Regions from separate parts of the Mus musculus genome. Here region 2 is linked to region 1. The links are chromatin contacts, called in public ChIA-PET maps. All regions are on one chromosome and are shown on one strand. Each heading gives the region's core, a stretch centred on a gene start, on an enhancer-like site or on the middle of the called end of the contact. The rest is flanking DNA. Distances are from core to core; before and after follow the strand shown. Region 1 has its middle 37 kb from the start of Capsl. Region 2 overlaps Spef2 (sperm flagellar 2).

Region 1 (3,976 bases), core at 782-3,281:
TGCTGCCTACTTGTGATCATGATGAATACAGTCAATCCTCTGTGCTCACAGGTTCTGTCCTCAGGGACTCATTTAACTTTTATTGGAAGAATTTAAAGTAAGTAGCATTGTGTCCATACTGTATATGTACAAGATGAGTGGAACTTATGAGCAAAAAAATGATGTCATTTCATATAAAGGACTTGAGGATTTAAGAATTTTGTTACTTAGGGTAAGTCCTGGAATAAATACTCTATGGATAAAATGATATGATTAAGCCTTAGGATAAAGATTTTATCGCATAAATGAGGTCAAACAGATGTAGAGATAGAACTTGAGGAAGGGGCATTTTACAGGAAAGGGAGCACTCTGGAAAACAGGATGCATGTTACCCAATGGGCAACAGACAGATGCAAAACAATTGCCATGTAGGGTGCAGGATCCAACTTATCAGTCTGGCCAAGATGTGTGTTTTCATGATTAGATCAACCCTAGCTTTCTGTGCTAGGTAACTGTACTTAGAACAAAGAACAGTAATTAGCATCTAGTTTCCCTCCCTCCCTCCCTCCCTCCCTCCCTCCCTCCCTCCTTCCCTTCCTCCCTCCCCTTCTTCCCTCCTTGTTCTTGGCCTCCTTGTACTAGTAATAGAGTTATTCTATCCTTCTTGGTTGTAGAAGTGCAACTCAAAGCTGAAAATGAGATGAAGTTGGTAAGCCTCCTAGGTGAACATAGTCTGACCCTGTGGAAAGAATAGAAAGCAATAATAATAGCAAATTGTGTCATAATATCTTATCCTTGGCTGTTAAAATGGTAATTTTATGAGTAACTGTGTCATGCATTTTAAAAAGACTCACCACTTTCCAAGTTAAATGTTATCACCTGTAACAGAAGCATCACACCAATGATATTTATAAATATCTCTGAAGCACAATCACGTTGCTGTAATAGGGTCACCAATAAAAACACCACAAAGCTAGATTAAGGTATGCACCAAAATAAACACTTGCCCAGTCCTAAACAATATACATTCCTGTTCACTGCTATACAGTTCATTAAGGTAAAGTATCCTACATTATAATAAAGTATTACATTTTTATCAACAAACAAAAGCACAGCCAGAGAGCCTCAGGATGCAAGTGACATGTTAGCTGGTGAGAGAAAGCACACTTTGCAAGTCATTTACTGGCAGAGTTAGATGTTCTGTTCTATTGAAGCAGTTGCTGTTTCAGACCTTTAATTAAAAAAAAAAATCTGCTAAGTCAGAACTTCTTAAAGCAAAATCTCTCAGAAAGTACCAAATGACGTGCTTTTATAAATGTCTAAACTGATAGCTCACAGAAATCTTAATTTCTGGTTACTCGAGAGGATGCCCCAGTTGGTTTTTTTTTTTTTTCATTATAACAAGTAGATACCTCATATACATAGAGCTTACCACTAGAAACACACCTTATTTTAAATAAAATATTTAGCATGTATAGTATAAATACCATCAATATTCTTATTTATCAAACAGAATGCTGCTTCAAAACCAGTGTTTATTTGATGTCTACTTAACTGTTTGCTGTCAAGATAATATTTACATATGAGAACATCTCACTGTGGAGAAAATAGCTTGAGCGACAGTTCTGTGATAAAATGACAAGTCACTATTGGCTTGGCACTGTTTTAAAGCTATATGCAATATTTTTGCCACTAGTATACAGATTATATTTACATACAAATAAATATCTCCCATAAACATATGGCTATAGAAAGACACAGCCCTTCTAAGTATTGTTATATTACTGATTTATTTAACATTTGTTTTGGGTTTTAATTTATAAGAAATAAGTGTGAATTTCAACTCAAACACTTTCTAAGTAACTGATTAGTTAAGCTCAAGTTCCCATGATTTACTGCATGCATGTTGTAGCTTCAATGACACTCTTAAGTAAATGTATTTTGAATGATACTGCTAAATGACTTTTGAGGCATGAGTAAGTAGGAAACCTGTGGAATGGTACTTTCCTTCTCTGTTCCCTTGGAAACGAAGGGAATGTCCTGGGCTTAGTAAGGCAGTGAATGGCATTAGATAATACCCCATATTTGTGATGTACTTCATCTCATCAGTGTAGAAGAGCCAAGACCCAAGTGAGCCCTGGAAGGAACAAGCCACTCTGCCATCCATCATCTTCTTTCCATGTGAGGTTCCCTTCCTGTTCTGAGTCTCCCTCAGACTTATCATGAGTTCTGCACACAGCCTGTGCGTTTCTAAGATACCAGCCTCTGGTATCTTAGAGCACCAGAGAAAGATGCTATGAGATCAATACCAGTGTCTGAGTGCCAAGTGAAAAGGTCAGTAAATTCTGTTCTGAAGAATCAGGAGAAGAATCCAATACGAGTGATTAAAAAAAAAAGAAAACAAGAAAAGAAAGAAAAAAAGAAAAGAAAAGAAAGAAAGAAAACGATGACCTTTTGAGGATTTTTTTCCTGTGATGTACTTTACCTTTTGCTACATGTGAGATCCATATCAGAAACTCAGCTGCCTGTGGGTGGTTTACATTCTCAGTGAGTTTTACTTCCATTACATTTTTCTGAGGGGAAGAAAAAAACTGGCTTTGGCAAAGCAGGTGTGAGAATTAAACAAGAAGGCCGCTGTATTCTCAGAGAGGAAGGGCTGCTTCACCACAGCCTCTCACCGCACCAACCCAGACACCAGAGAGAATGTCTTCTCACAGCAATGTTCTCAGAAGCACCATCAATCATTTGCTTATATATCTTTCAACAGATTCCACCCGTCATCTAGTTTAGAAGAAACAATTTGAGGCATTAACTTGGTGAGGGATTTTTTTTGTTGTTGTTAGAACAAAAGAACTTGGCTAGCTCTAACCTGAGTACACAATTTTCATCTAAGCAACTTGGAGAAGTTAAATCATGCTGAGAAAATGATCTGTCAAACTAATCTATTATACAGCAGATCCTTAAAGCTTTTGTTTGTACTTTGAGCCATGGCATTTCTAACATTTAAAACCTTGTTCCTATATTTGAGAAGCTCTTGATTTTAAAAGCCCCCTCCAAAATCTTTGTTTTCCCTTTGAGTCAAAGCATTCCTATGACTAAACTTTTTTTACTTCATCTAATAGATATTTTAATTAAAATAATAATAGTTTCTAAGAAAATAAGCTTGTTGGACAATTTGGAAAGTTGGAAGCTATATATTTTGTATTCTGTGCTCAAAATAGATTTGCATAAACCTAGAATATATGTGAGTCACAGGATGCTAATACAATTTTATCAAGCAGAAGAAGCAGAGTACCCACACACTAGCTAACTCCTTGATTAAATATCAACATAACAGTCTAACTGTAGGTAGATTCATGAAGGTGGGGACCACTTCCTGCTTGTATGGTCCAATCTACAATGGCCAAGGCAGCTGAAGGAATATATCCATTATCTAACCCCATGAATAGGATATGCAGTGCAATATGCTTGCATTGTCTGGGCAGGCTGTCAAAATTTGTAATTCCCTCACACAGTGCCATATGATGGGCTCCAGCTGTCTACCTGAAAGGCTATGTGAGAGTTGGAAAGGAGAATTTCAGTGCTAGGTTGTCCTCCTTCCCCGCAGTCTCTGATCTATTAACTGTTGGATGTCAATTTGGTTTACAAGCCACTGGTAGCATCAAATTCACTGCCCCATGCCCACTCCAGAGAAGAGCATGAGGGTCAGTAAATAATTATCAAGATATTTTTACCTGCAAGCCACCTTGAGTCATTACATTACATGCTGAGTCAGTTGGCAGGTGAGATGGAGGGCTGCCACGCCTTCCTGCAGAGTGGTGTGTGTCTGAATTGTAACTATGTTCGTGCATATAAACCACGCAGAGTAAATGAACTGCTATGCAGGGGGGGGGTGGGGAAGATCCTAGCAAGAACAAGAGAGTGGTAAGAAACTAGTCCTTCAGACTGAGGAGGGATTCTGCCTCAGTCTATACCTAATTCAACACATTTTGTTTCT
Region 2 (4,140 bases), core at 308-2,807, 230 kb before region 1:
TTCACAACTAACTGTAGACCTCTGGTCTCTAATCTCTAAGCACTGGAGACATTTGATACCTCAATTTATGAAGTAATGATGCTGATGCTGTTGATGAACTTATTTTGTCTTTATTAAGTTCATTTTAGATGGTAAAGGTTAAATATGTAGCCCAATGGACTATGCATTAGATTAAAGCAATACATACTAATTTTATCCCCCAACTCTCCCCGTCACACTTCATTTCACCCATAGAATTGAAGATATAAAAGCAGTGTTCTTGAATGCAGATTCTGGGTAAAATGGTACAGCCATGGAGTGCAGAATGGGAACACTTATGGTTTCAAGTATCGCTAGCTTCTAGGTTAGCAAATACACAATGAAAATAGGAATGAATGAAAGGGGATTAGTGCATCACTGACAGTCATTGAATAGATGATAGGCATTAATTATGAGGATGGACACATAAAAGGAGTTCATGGCAATGACCAGGGCAGTGGGCAAAACAACACTGACGTGTAGATATCCAAGGAATTTAAGACTGCAGTAAAGTTAAGAAAACTATACATGCTTATGGGGAACCAAATGTACATCTTGTCTCTTTCTTTCTTTCTTTCTTTCTTTCTTTCTTTCTTTCTTTCTTTCTTTCTTTCTTTCTTTCTTTCCTTCCTTCCTTCCTTCCTTCCTTCTTCCTTCTTTCCTTCCTTCCTTCCTTCCTTCCTTCCTTCCTTCCTTTCTTTCTTCCTTTCTTTTTTTTTGTTGTTTTGTTTTGTTGCTTGTTTTTTTTTTCCTTTTTTTAATTAGGTATTTTCTTCATTTTACATTTCCAATACTATCCCAAAAGTCCCCCATTTCTCCTCCCCCCAATCCCCTGATCAGCCTCCAAACGCTGAAACCATTGCATACACTACCAAGATTTTGCTGAAAGGACCCAGATATAGCTGTCTCTTGTGAGGCTATGCCAGGGCCTAGCAAACACAGAAGTGGATGCTCACAGTCAGCTATTGGATGGATCACAGTGCCCCCAATGGAGGAGCTAAAGGGGTCTGCAACCTTATAGGTGTTTGTTTGTTTGTTTGTTTGTTTGTTTGTTTTTCCGAGACAGGGTTTCTCTCTGTAGCCCTGGCTGTCCTGGAGCTCACTCTGTAGACCAGGCTGGCCTTGAACTCAGAAATTCACCTGCCTCTGCCTCCCAAGTGCTGGGATTAAAGGCACGCACCACGCCCATCTTGTTCTAATGAAATGACAGTGTATTTATATCCTTGATAGGATTATTATTTATTTTTTAACTGACTAAAACCTTAAGAGCTACATATAGATTTTTATTTACTGTGGCTGTGGAATACTACCCTCACCACAACTAGTGTGTGTGTGTGCGTGTGTGTGTGTGTGTGTGTGTGTGTGTATAGTAAAGTCCAGTGAGAAAAGATGTTTTTGATAAATATCAAACTATGTTAAGCTATTTCTTTCCATCATCAATTAAGAAACCATTGCTGTCTGACTAAAGCTGAACCATCTGACAGCTTTAGCTGATTCACAACTCAGTACTTGTTCCTCAAAACAGTTTAGTGTACTCTGTTCTTTTTCTCATAAATCAGGAGACTTGTTAGGCCACAACTGAACCAAGCTCTGTGTTTCTAACTATATTTCTTGTTTGGGAAATGATTACCACAGGAACACACTTGTCTTACCCACATCCTGGGGCCCATGGCATACTTCTTTGGCAGGAAATTGTTGACTTTTGTTAGGAGTTTGTTACTGTCAGCCCAGTGCACTTCTTTTTGTGCAGCATCTTTGCTGAGTTTTGTTTGCTGTTTTCCCTTGGTTTTGTTGTTATTGATGTTTGTTTGTTTGTTTGTTTGTTAGAAATAAAAAGTCCCTTACAATTTCCTTATGCATGTGTATGGTTCTTTTTATTAATTATTTAATGTATTTACATTTCAAATATTGTTCCCCTTCCCAGTCTCCCTTTTGAAAACTCCATCCCTCCTCCACTTTGCCTCTAAGAGGGTGCTCCCCCACCCTCCCACCCACTCCCATCTCAACCATCTAACATCCCCCTTCACGGGGTCATCAATCCTCTACAGGACCAAGCTCCTCTCCTCCCACTGATGCCAGACAAGGCTATCCTTTGCTACAGATGTAATGGAAGCCATGGACTCACTCATGTTTACTGTTTGGTTGGTGGGTTTCGTCCATGGGAGCTCTGGGGGGGGGTCTAGTTAGTTGATATTGTTGTTCTTCCTATGGGGTTGTATCCTCTTCAGTTCCTTCAGTCCTTCCCCCAACTCCTCCACTGGGGTTCCTGTGCTCAGTCCGATGGCTGGCTGTGAGTATCTGTATCTGTATTGGTCAGGTACTGGTAGAACCTCTCAGAGGACAGCTATACCAGGCTTCTCTCTGTAAGTACTTCTTGACACCAGCAATAGTGTTAGGGTTTAGTATCTGCAGATGGAATGGATCCCAAGGTGGGGCAGTCACTGGATGGCCTTTCCTTCAGTCTCTGCTCCACTTTTTGTCCCTGTGTTTCCTTTAGACAGCAACAATTCTGGGTAAATGATTTTGAAATGAGTAGATGGCCCCATCCTTCAACTGGGGGCCATGTCTATCTATTGGAGGTGTTCTGTTAAGGTTCTATCTCCCCACTGTTGGATATTTCAGCTAATGTCAACCCCATTGGGTCTTGGGAGCCTCTTGCATCCCTGGCATCTGGGATTTTCTAGTGGTCTGTGCCCCTCCCCTGATACATAGTTCTATTTATTCTCCTGACCCTCTGGACTTTTCTCCTGTTTTAATTCCCCATACATGATCATCCTTCCTTCCCTCCCCTCCCCCAACCTTCTGCCTTTCCCTCCTTGCCGCCCTCAGTCAGGCCCTTCCTTCCCCATGCCTCCTGTGATTATTTTGTTCCCCCTTCTAAGTGAAATTGGAGCACCCACACTTTGACCTTCCTTCTTATTAAGCTTCAAATAGTCTGTGAGTTGTACAGTGGGTATTCTGAGTTTTAGGCTACTATCCACTTATCAGTGAGTTCATACCATGTATGTCCTTCTGGGTTTGGGTTATCTCACTCAGGATGATATTTTCTTGTTCCATCCATTTGTCTGCAAAAGCCATGAAGTCATCCTTTTTAATAGCTGAGTAGTACTCCATCGTGTAAATGTACCACATTTTCTGTATCCATTCTTCCATTGAGGGACATCTGGGTTGTTTCCAGATTCTGGTTATTATAAATTAGGCTGCTATGAACATAGTAAAGCACATGTCTTTGTTAGATATTGGAGCATCTTCTGGTATATGCCCAATAGTGGTATAGCTAGACCTTCAGATAGAAAAGTTTCCAATTTTTGGAGGAACCTCCAGAATGATTTCCAAAGTGGTTGTACGAGCTTGCAATTTCACTGAAAAAGGAGGAGTGTTCCTCTTTCTCCACATCCTTGCCAGCATCTGCTGTTGCCTGAGATTTTTATCTTGGCCATTCTGATTGGGGTAGACCTCAGGATCATTTTGATTATCATTTCCCTGATGACTAAGGATGTTGAACATTTCTTTAGGTGCTTCTTGGCCATTCAAAATTCATCATTTGAAAATTCTCTGTTTAACTCTGTACCCCATTTTTAATTGGGTTATTTGATTTTCTGAAGTCTAACTTCTTGAGATCTTTGTATATTTTGTATATTCGCCTTATATCATATGTAGGGTTGGTAAAGATCTTTTCCCAATCTGTAGGTTGCCATTTGGTCCTATTGACAATGTCCTTTGCCTTACAGAAGCTTTTAGGTTTCATGGGGTCCCATTTGTCAATTGTTGATCTTAGAGCCTGAGCTATTTGTGTTCTGTTCAGAAAAATTTCCCCTGTTTTGAAGGTTCTTTCCCACTTTCTCTTGTATTGTATTCAGTGTATCTGGTTTTATGTAGAGGTCTTTGATCCACTTGAACTTAAGCTTTTTACAAGGAGATACAAATGGATCAATTTGAATTCTTCTACAGTTGAGCCATTTCCATTTGTTGAAAGTGCTCTCTTTTTTCCACTGTATGGTTTTTGCTTCTTTGTCAAAGTTCAAGTGACCATAGGTATGTGGGTTTCATTTCTGCATCTTCAATTCTATTCCGTTGATCTACCTGTCTGTTTCTGTACCAATACCATGTTTTTGTTTGTTT

What was found. ChIA-PET counts read pairs in DNA pulled down with a chosen protein or histone mark.
Region 2: an RNA polymerase II ChIA-PET map of memory CD8 T cells shows a contact between it and region 1, with 28 read pairs. The contact joins two enhancer-like sites. A contact is called at or near these places in 1 of 484 Hi-C or Micro-C datasets (macrophages) and 3 of 115 datasets of contacts at active chromatin or transcription factors (the 230-238 cell line, large pre-B cells and memory CD8 T cells).

The regions. Positions count from the first base shown.
Region 1 is chr15:9,471,041-9,475,016 of GRCm38.p6, reverse strand. No RefSeq gene overlaps it. Among named protein-coding and RNA genes, the nearest start is that of Capsl, 37 kb to the right of the region's middle. Within about 2 kb of position 2,031, at least 46 of the 459 cell types and tissues checked have an H3K27ac peak or open chromatin away from gene starts, as enhancers often do. A contact at or near this core is called in memory CD8 T cells, where this site is marked.
Region 2 is chr15:9,699,543-9,703,682 of GRCm38.p6, reverse strand. The region is part of intron 10 of Spef2 (sperm flagellar 2); the gene reads left to right. Among named protein-coding and RNA genes, the nearest start is that of Spef2, 47 kb to the left of the region's middle. Within about 2 kb of position 1,557, at least 44 of the 459 cell types and tissues checked have an H3K27ac peak or open chromatin away from gene starts, as enhancers often do. A contact at or near this core is called in memory CD8 T cells, where this site is marked.